Regions from separate parts of the Mus musculus genome. Here regions 1 and 2 are each linked to region 3. Evidence: chromatin contacts called from public Hi-C and promoter capture Hi-C data. All regions are on one chromosome and are shown on one strand. The core of a region is the stretch at or near the end of the contact, and the rest is flanking DNA. Distances in the headings are between cores, read along the strand shown. Region 1 holds the start of Zup1 (zinc finger containing ubiquitin peptidase 1). Region 2 holds the start of Wasf1 (WAS protein family, member 1). Region 3 holds the start of Hdac2 (histone deacetylase 2).

Evidence for each region. Promoter capture Hi-C pulls out the DNA fragments that hold promoters and counts their contacts. Hi-C and Micro-C count contacts between places; a contact is called where the count stands out from the background.
Region 1: a contact with region 3 is called in a promoter capture Hi-C map of pre-B cells. The contact joins the promoter of Zup1 here to the promoter of Hdac2 in region 3. A contact is called at or near these places in 2 of 39 promoter capture datasets (cranial neural crest and pre-B cells).
Region 2: a Hi-C map of CD4 T cells shows a contact between it and region 3, with 4 times the contacts expected there. The contact joins the promoter of Wasf1 here to the promoter of Hdac2 in region 3. A contact is called at or near these places in 1 of 39 promoter capture datasets (pre-B cells) and 1 of 484 Hi-C or Micro-C datasets (CD4 T cells).

What each region holds. Positions count from the first base shown.
Region 1 is chr10:33,949,939-33,952,810 of GRCm38.p6, reverse strand. It overlaps Zup1 (zinc finger containing ubiquitin peptidase 1), which reads left to right and starts at 1,552. Exons shown (of 11, transcript NM_001359455.1): 1 at 1,552-1,680.
Region 2 is chr10:40,882,394-40,885,251 of GRCm38.p6, reverse strand. Wasf1 (WAS protein family, member 1) reads right to left here and starts at 1,425. Exons shown (of 9, transcript NM_001379453.1): 1 at 1,182-1,425. Cdc40 (cell division cycle 40) reads left to right here and starts at 2,109. Exons shown (of 15, transcript NM_027879.2): 1 at 2,109-2,365. The coding sequence starts at 2,177.
Region 3 is chr10:36,973,234-36,975,933 of GRCm38.p6, reverse strand. It overlaps Hdac2 (histone deacetylase 2), which reads right to left and starts at 1,390. Exons shown (of 14, transcript NM_008229.2): 1 at 1,131-1,390. The coding sequence starts at 1,182.

The DNA of each region.
Region 1 (2,872 bases), core at 303-2,802, 3.0 Mb after region 3:
TAATTTTTTTGGAACATCTTTTTTTTTTTTTTTTTTTTTTTTTTTTGGGAATCTGCTCCCTCTAGTGACCTAGGCCTGAAATTAGACCAGTCATTGGTTGGCCACTCCCTCAAGTTCTGTGCCACCTTTGCTCCAGCACATCTTACAGGCAGGTTGTAGGTAGCAGGTTTTGTAGCTGCATTGGTGTTCCTGTCCTCCACTGGAAGCTTTGCCTGTGAAGAAACACAGGAAACCTGCCCCAATCTCTGCGCGTCAAATACTGCACTCTCCTGTCCCTGCATGCAGCCAGAGCAGTTAGTACCCCTTTCCCCTAACATAGATGCTTCAGGCCTTATGAAGAGGGCAGACAAAAGAGAGCCCAATCTGGCGCCGGAATATTGTGATCCTTCCTTCATAAAAGCACTCTCCCAAGCACAGATGGCTCCGACCTTTGAAGGAGACAGGAGTTAGTATTCTCGAAGTGATAAAGTCCACTCATTCTCAGGCAGCTGTGACTGCGTTATAAAAACACGCTGGTCTTTGATAAGTTATGTCTTCCCAGGTCAAAAAGGTCTTGTTCCAGCTGCGCAATTCCTCCTCCCTGTCTGAACAAATACTATCGGTTCTCTTTTCCTCTTCCCAATCATGTAACACCAGGGGTTGAGAGCCCCAGTTTATGCATCCTCCTATATATACCTTAAACCCCTAGATTTAGGGGTCACTGTGCATTGGGAAAGATAGCGAACCGGGTCCCGGTTAATAAAAACTCTTTGTATATTACATTTGGTCTTCCAATTTCTGGCAGTCTCCTGGGGTTCCCGCAAACTGGGCATAACAACCTGGTTACAGAAGATGGCCAGTTCATCTTTTTTCGTTAACTAATACTGTCTTGGAGGAAAAGACGAGTCAAGTGGGAAGCTGATGAAGGAGGAAATCTGGAAGCAGAGTTTTAGTTGCCCCTTGTTTAGACATTCCACAAAGTTCTGTTTTCTGAACGTTTTTATACCTCTGGAGAAATGATTTCATTGTTGTTGGCCTCGCAGCTAATGGTTAACTGCTAATGTGCTCATTTTTAGCTTGAAAATGTTCTGTAAGAGTACTTTCACTCTTACAATGACTTCGAATTTTTTTTTTTTTTTACTAAAAGAAGGAATTCTACTAAAGGAAATAGTATTTCCTCCATGCATCACGTTCAACGATACCCAATAATTTAAAAATATTATACTTGTCAGATTATGTCATCCTCATATTTAAACACGTCCGTAGTTGCCTCGTAGATCAATCCCCCAGAGGGAGAAACAGACTGTTAACACTGGATAAGCAACTTTGTAATATTGACAAAGGAACTTGTCTTAATTAACCCGCAGAACATAATTTAGAGCTCAGATACTGTGTAAACAGGAACAGGTGTTTGCCGCAGAATCAGACATTTAAATGTACTCAGAATCTAGTTACGGTTTTAGCATATCTGGAGTGGAAACTGCAACTGGAAGGTGGGAGGGGCAGTGATGCTCTGATGTGCAAGCGAAAGTTGCAAAAATCCCTCACAAGTCCCACAATGCACCGCAACTCAGACGGATCTGCAGCGGGGCATGCTGGGATCTCTACCCTCTCTGGCCAGTGAGGAAGGTCTGTTGTGACTGCGGAGGACTCTTGGAGGCCTGGGCTCTCTTTTGGGTCGCGGCGCGGCAGTCTCGGGAGGTCTGTCCTTGGCGATCGGGCGGGCTGTGTGGGGCGCGCTTTCGGGCGGTGGCTGGCTCCTGCGGTGGGGAGGAGCGGCGGTCTAGCCGTGGGTCCGGGTCTGCAGGCCGGCTCCGGGTGGCCGCAGGTCCGGTTCCCTGCGCCCCACCGGTGCGACGTTGGCTCAGAACTTTGACAGATTCGGGCCTTACCACCTTCGCCATCCCGTACCCAGGCTAGCCCTTCGAAGGTCCCCCCTTACTTGTAGTGTGTCCTTTATCTGCAGTGCCCCAGTCCTTGGAAGAAACGAAACTAGGTATCGATAGAACTTCCTTCTAGAAACAGAAACTTATTACTGTCTGAAGAGAAACGAGAAAAAGGAAAATGTAGAAAGATTTTGTAAAGCTGAAATTAGATGAAGGGAATAGTTGCCCTCGTTTTTCCTTCCTATTACTAAAATACGTGACAGCCAGGTGATAGTCTAGGGGAAGGTCTGGGTTTGTGATTGCGTTAAAAGGTTTTGTTTTGTTTTAGCACCTCCCTACAAGTAGTCCATCTCCCATTAGCCCATCAATCTCATAACTCGTTTGAAAATGAACTTCCGAGGGTTGAGCTGTTAGCTAACCTAATGAAACCAGCGTCTATACCCCAGTTTCCTAGATCTTGGCGGTAAGTGCTGTTTTCCTACAATGCTCACAGCTTTTACCTTTGGGCTCTGCGGTGTTTACCTTCCATCGTTATCTGACTGTAGTGACCTGTCTGGTCCAGGGTTTCCATGTATGTAAAACCACAGCAGTGGTATTAAGTTTGACACATATAAAGCTCTGAAGTGAACTAAGGTGGATTTACCCTCCTCATTCTACTACATGCAAGTAAATATGTTGATCAACATTAGCCTTCTGTTTTACTTTATTTTACATGGACAACTTATTAAATATACTTTTTTTTCTACCTGTTGGACGAAATGCCTTGTATTATTGTTTTTTGAGATGGAGTCTCACTATGCAGCCCTGAATGGTTTGGAACTCAGCTATGGCTGGCCTCCAACTAACAGATCCACCTGCTCTCTGCCTCAGGAGTGCTGAGATTAAAAGGGTGTATCACCAATGCCTTGTTGAAATGTTTTACTCATAAATTTTCTTATTATTACCTCTGATATCTTGACATTCAGGCACAATATCCTTTATCTAGAATATGTAGAAATACAATACTA
Region 2 (2,858 bases), core at 176-2,675, 3.9 Mb before region 3:
TTCTACAAATACAAAACTTTTCTTATTAAAACGGAAAATTTTATATATAAGTACGTTATTCAAATATTCAAAATAAATAAAAATACTTTCCCTAACAGAAACTTAGATCAAAGATAAACTGTTCCTGTGAGTTCCAAATGGGACTGCATCTGTACTTGTGTTATGCGGCTCCCAACAATTAGAAAAATGAAAGTTTACCAATTAAATTTACAATGTCAATGGATGTTTGTACAACTGAACAACTAATAAACTAATCACACCGATTACTGAAAATAAAGACTTAGCTAATGTGAACACCAAGAAAAAAATGTAAATAGAATGTCGGGCACATTTTGTATAGTAAAGGATAGGGTCAGAATGAGTCGAATTAAAGTACCTATTCTAGCTAGGTATTAATTAGTCAGTCACAGGGCAGGTCGTGAATGTTGGGATCCGATGAGCTTTCTTTTCACCATTATTCTAGTTCATCATCCGCAAGTGCTAGAGAAGGTGTCTACGGAAGCTAGGGGGCATGCTGTAGCTAGGGGAAAAGAAAAATGGGAAAGGTGCAATGGATGCTGCATAGTTGAATAATTATCTGGGTGGCACAATGGGCGAGTCCTGCCGACATCAGAGCCCAGCAAGCGTCTCCCTAACTCTGCCCGAGGAACCTCCCCATTTCCAGGCATCAAAAGAGCCAGCACCCTCTCTGCCTTCTCTTCCAAACTGGAATATAAAGGGATGCCCGCACTCGCTTTACCATGGTCGTGCAGAGAGCCGCGGCGCAAAGACCCGCGGCCAGGGCTCGCTTTTCAGAACCGCTGGCACGCCGGGCGAGCCGAGGGCTCCGCGACTGGCTGCAGCCTTCGCCGGCGCCGATGCACAAGGGCGGAGCGGCGGGATCGGAGCCCCGAACCCCGCGCCGCAGGTGAGAGCCGCAGATGCTGCACCCAGAGCAGCCTCGGGCCAGTCCCCGCGCCCGAGATCCCACGCCTCGTCCTCCACGCGCAGCCCGGGCTGCTGGGCGGCGGGCGCGGGGGAGCCCGGGATGGGGGCGGGGGCGGCGCGCCCATCCATCGCCGCCGCTGCAGACCCCGGCTCATCCACACGCCCCTCTCGGCTCGGGTCGGTGGAGAACAGTTCCCTCGTCAGGACCCCGGGAAGAAAAAAAAGGGACAAAATCCTGAGAGACTCGTGCTCACCGCGAAACCGTGGGGGGCTCGCGCCGTACCCCTTCTACATGCTTCGGCGGCTGCCGCCGGTCCGGCTCCGCACTGGGGCGCCACCAGGAGCCCCTCGGGAGCGTCGGGCTGCGGGATGGAAGCCGCGCCGGGCACTGGCTGAGGCGCCGGGCCGCCGGGAATGCCGCCGGGGGCGCCCACTGCTCGCCCGAGCCGCGGTGCGCTCGACGCGCGAGCGAACAACACCGCGAGCAGCCGCTGCCCTGCGCCGCCCCCTCCCCGCGCGACGCTCCACAACCGGGCGCGGGGACCCGCGCCTGCAGCAGGGGGAGCCGCGGGGCGCTCTCCGCCTGGCCTCACGACCTTTCCCCGGAGCTGCACCGGACGGGTCCCAGGTCTCTGAACTTAGGATTCGCACTCTCCCCTCGAACCCTGCAGGGCGTACGGCGGCATGGTGGGAGAATGAGCATCCACCCACTTACCCGTCCGTGGGCAAGAGGACGGCGCTTCCCCCTGTCCTGAGGCTCTGTGGTATTGCCCGATCCGCACTTTGGGGGAGGGGGCCGGAGAGAACGGTGCTGGGCTCGGGAATGAGGGAAGATGACATCCAATTGAATGAAGCATCCTCTTGGGGGCGGGGTCGAAGGCAGGCCCCCTCTGCCGGGCTCCACCTCCTCGCTCCAAACTACATTTCCCATGGTGCCGCGAGCTCCTCGCCGCACTGTACGCCGGGAGTGAAGGTCCTCGAGGCTTCAAACACATCTCAGGACTGGGTCTTTAATCAACGAGGTCCTGAAAGTTACAAATAGTTGTAATCCCTTGTGCTTCTTTAGATAAATGTTTGTGAATCTCAAGTTTTGATACAGTTATCTCAATAATAAAGTTTTTTTCGAGAAGTTATAAATGATTTTTTTTAAAGGAGGTAAATATCGAGTTCCATGACAATCTGACAGGACCTGGGAGACGCTGCTTCTTCCGCCTTGGCCTGGCCTTAGCAGAGAGTATCTGTTGCAGTCATGTCGGCTGCGATTGCAGCTCTAGCTGCTTCGTATGGCTCGGGCTCGGGGTCCGAATCGGATTCGGACAGTGAGGGCAGTCGGTGTCCGCTGCCAGCCGCGGACTCTCTCATGCACTTGACCAAATCGCCTTCAGCCAAGCTCTCTCTGACCGTGGCGGTGGACTCGGCTCCGGAGGTGGCAGTTAAGGTAAGTGTTTTGGACACTAATAAGCTCAGGAACTGCTTTCAGCTCGTCTCGGGTTAGAGGCTGGTCTACCTTGGCGCTGAGAAGTATGTAACTAGCGTTTACATCTCTTCCCACATCCTCCTTGACGATTAGAAGTACGGAGCAGCTCTCCACTAACCCCTGTCCTTCCTATCTCCGTCGGATAAAATTAGTTCAGGAGAGGAGGAAAGTTTGAATTTGTAGACTAAGATGTAGCCTTATTAGATCAGTTATAAGTTCAGAGCATAGATAATATTGGATCAAGACTTTCAAACTAGAATTTGTACCCTCACTAGAAGTGAGCCACGGCCAGGCACTGTTTTGTTTTTGAGGAACTCGGCACGAATCCTGGCTTCACTACTTTCAAATTACACAACGTTCTTTTGTACAGTTGTGCAATGAAGATAGCTGTATAAAAACATATTTATCGGGGGGTTATTGTAAAGATTGAGTGAAATTATATGGTAAAGATTAT
Region 3 (2,700 bases), core at 141-2,640:
AAAGCTTGTATTAAAAGATTCTGTCAAACCAAGAAAATGCACGACTATTTTAACAAGTTTAAGTGTTTCATTCAGCCTAGTTCTCTAATCTACCTCTCCAAACACTGTGACTTCAATACAACTACAGAAAACGCTCCCAATTTCATATTGCTTTGTGGAGATCAAGCGTTCAATCAATGAGCTTCGAAAGTTCTGTCAAATTTCCTTATTACTTCTCTCAATGGTTTATCTATTGATGTCTTGGGTGAAATCTGTATAGGCAGGGCACCATTCCATTTGGTGTAACTGAACCCAGAGACTATTACTACTTATACTCCAAATTAGAAAATCCTTACAGTCACCTTGTACCGTTCACTGCATTGTGAATATTTAGTCCACTTCTCAAAGTTTCCTGCAGCAAGGTCTTCACCACAGTAGAAGAGTTCCTAAGCAAGATGCCGGTGTTCTTTCCTAACCCCCCAGAGCAGGGTATTATAGCAGATCGAACAAAGAGCAACAAAGAAGGGGGAGGTAATAACCTCCCATAGAGACATGCCAGGACCCATCAAACAAGAACAACTGCACGCTTCCTCTCTCCTACCACTTCCCAACGACCTACCTACTTCCAACTCAAAACCCCTTAATTGTCACCGAGGAAGTGCAGCCCTTCCATTTGAACCCTGAGAAAGTGGAGCTCGAAGAACGCGAACAAAGGCGAGGGATGTAGTCCACGCAAAACACCAGCGAGACAGCGCCGCTCTGCGAACTTGGCCACCGGCCAGCAGTAACTCCTCCGCAGCCCCACCCGGGTGCCGGGGTCCCGGGTGAGGCTGGAAGCGCAGCGCGGACAGATCGGGGGCGAGAAGGGGGGACCGGGAGAGCGGGGGAGGGGACAGGGACGTGGGGCGGAGCTCCAGGACGCCAGCTTTGTGCAGTCAGGCCCAGGGTGCCAACTGGGGTTCCTCGGGAGACCGGTCAGAGGCAGTGCACCCTAAACCTGCGTGTGCCCGAGAGGACCCGAGAGGAGCGAAGGCGGGCGTCCCCGAGACGCCACCGCTGGGTAGGCCGTGTTGGTGTCCCCGCGGGCTGCCACCCCCGACACCCCGCCGCGCCCTCCCCGCATCCCGGCTGCAGGCTCCTCGGCCACTCACCATCATAGTAGTAGCACACTTTCTTCTTGCCGCCTCCTTGACTGTACGCCATGGGCTCAGGCCGCCGCCTCCCGGCTGCGGCTCCTCCTCCGGCTGCTCCCGCCCGCCGCGGCCCGGCGGCCAGACAAGAGGGCTGACGGGGACGGCCGGTGCTGCAGCCCTCGGAGCAAGGGCAGCCCGGAGCGGGACGGCGGCGGGTGCCGGGAGGGCCGTAGGGCACAGAGCGGGATAGGCAGCGGCGCCGACGCGCGACACTCGGCAGGGGTAGGCCTCCGGGCGGCGGGGCTGCGAGGCGGGAGCGACCACTGCGGCTGCGCGGAGGGGGGCACCACAACTACGGTCGGGAGGGAGCGACCGGGACGGAGTGGACGCCACCGGCCAGGGCGACAGTAGTGTTTCTACGGGTAGTCACACACAGTCCGGAGGTGCGCACAAGCGGACTTTAGCCCCTTGCTCAGAGACCCGGACGCGCAGCAGTGAGGTTCACCCCTCGGTCTTACGCGCACTGGTTGCGCCTGGGCCGAGCCTGCGCACTCCGCGCCTGCTCAAACGAATCCCGGGCAGTCTAGACCCCTCCTCCAGGGCTCATGCCGCTCCCCTCCCCCACCGCCGCGACGCTCCGGCCCGAGCCCGCCACGTGCCGCGGGGACCCCGAGGGGCCTCGGCTTGAGAGCTCCCTAGGGCTGCCTCCCCCCACACACACACCCGCTACCTGGTGGTCCGATATTCCCACGTGTTTCAATTCTCTTGTTCTCCCTCATTGGCTCCTGATAACTACTCTTGAGTTACAGAGAGGTTAATGGCAGACTCCTTGTATCTCCTGGGTTTAATAAGCATTTCCAGGACTCGGTATAAGCACTGTTCCCAGCATCCATACCTGCTCGTAATAAACACCATTTAAAGCTGTCAAAAGTGCTGGGATGTACGTGCCATGTCCATCTCCTTATAGGTGTGGGCAAAAGAAGGAGTATAGTGCTCTCAATTGCTAAATAATAGTCATCTGAGGACCGAAGGGGTGTCGAACTTTTCAAGACTCCACGTGCTTTGTCTACTTTATCAGACTGGATGTGCTTCTAGCCAGACAATTCAAAAGAATTGGTTTAAATATTGGAGTCCCTGTGTTTAATAGCCTGGCGTTTATTGTGCACCTGTCTAAACCAACCTGCTTAAAGGATGCATAAAGGATGGAAGCTGACTGTCTAATGAAATACTCACACACCTGAACTGTTATTATTTAAAATTCCAGCTACATGCACACACTACTTCCTCCCTTAAGAGGAGGTGTTGAAGTAAGAACCATACTGAGTCACTAACAAAAATCATTATTTTTCTACTTTCGGATCCCCAGGACTCTTAATACATAAAGCACCAATCTTCCAGGCTTAACCCCAAGAGACTTAGAATTACTCCAAGGTACCCCTCACCACAACCACTTCTCTCCCAAGCCTACAGTTTTAACAAGACCCTGGGAGATTAACGTGGTTGGGTCAGGGACCACAGTGGAGAGAGCTAGCTTTGATGTTAATGTTGATTACAGAGTATTGTTTGCTTCATTTTCTCTATCAGTTCC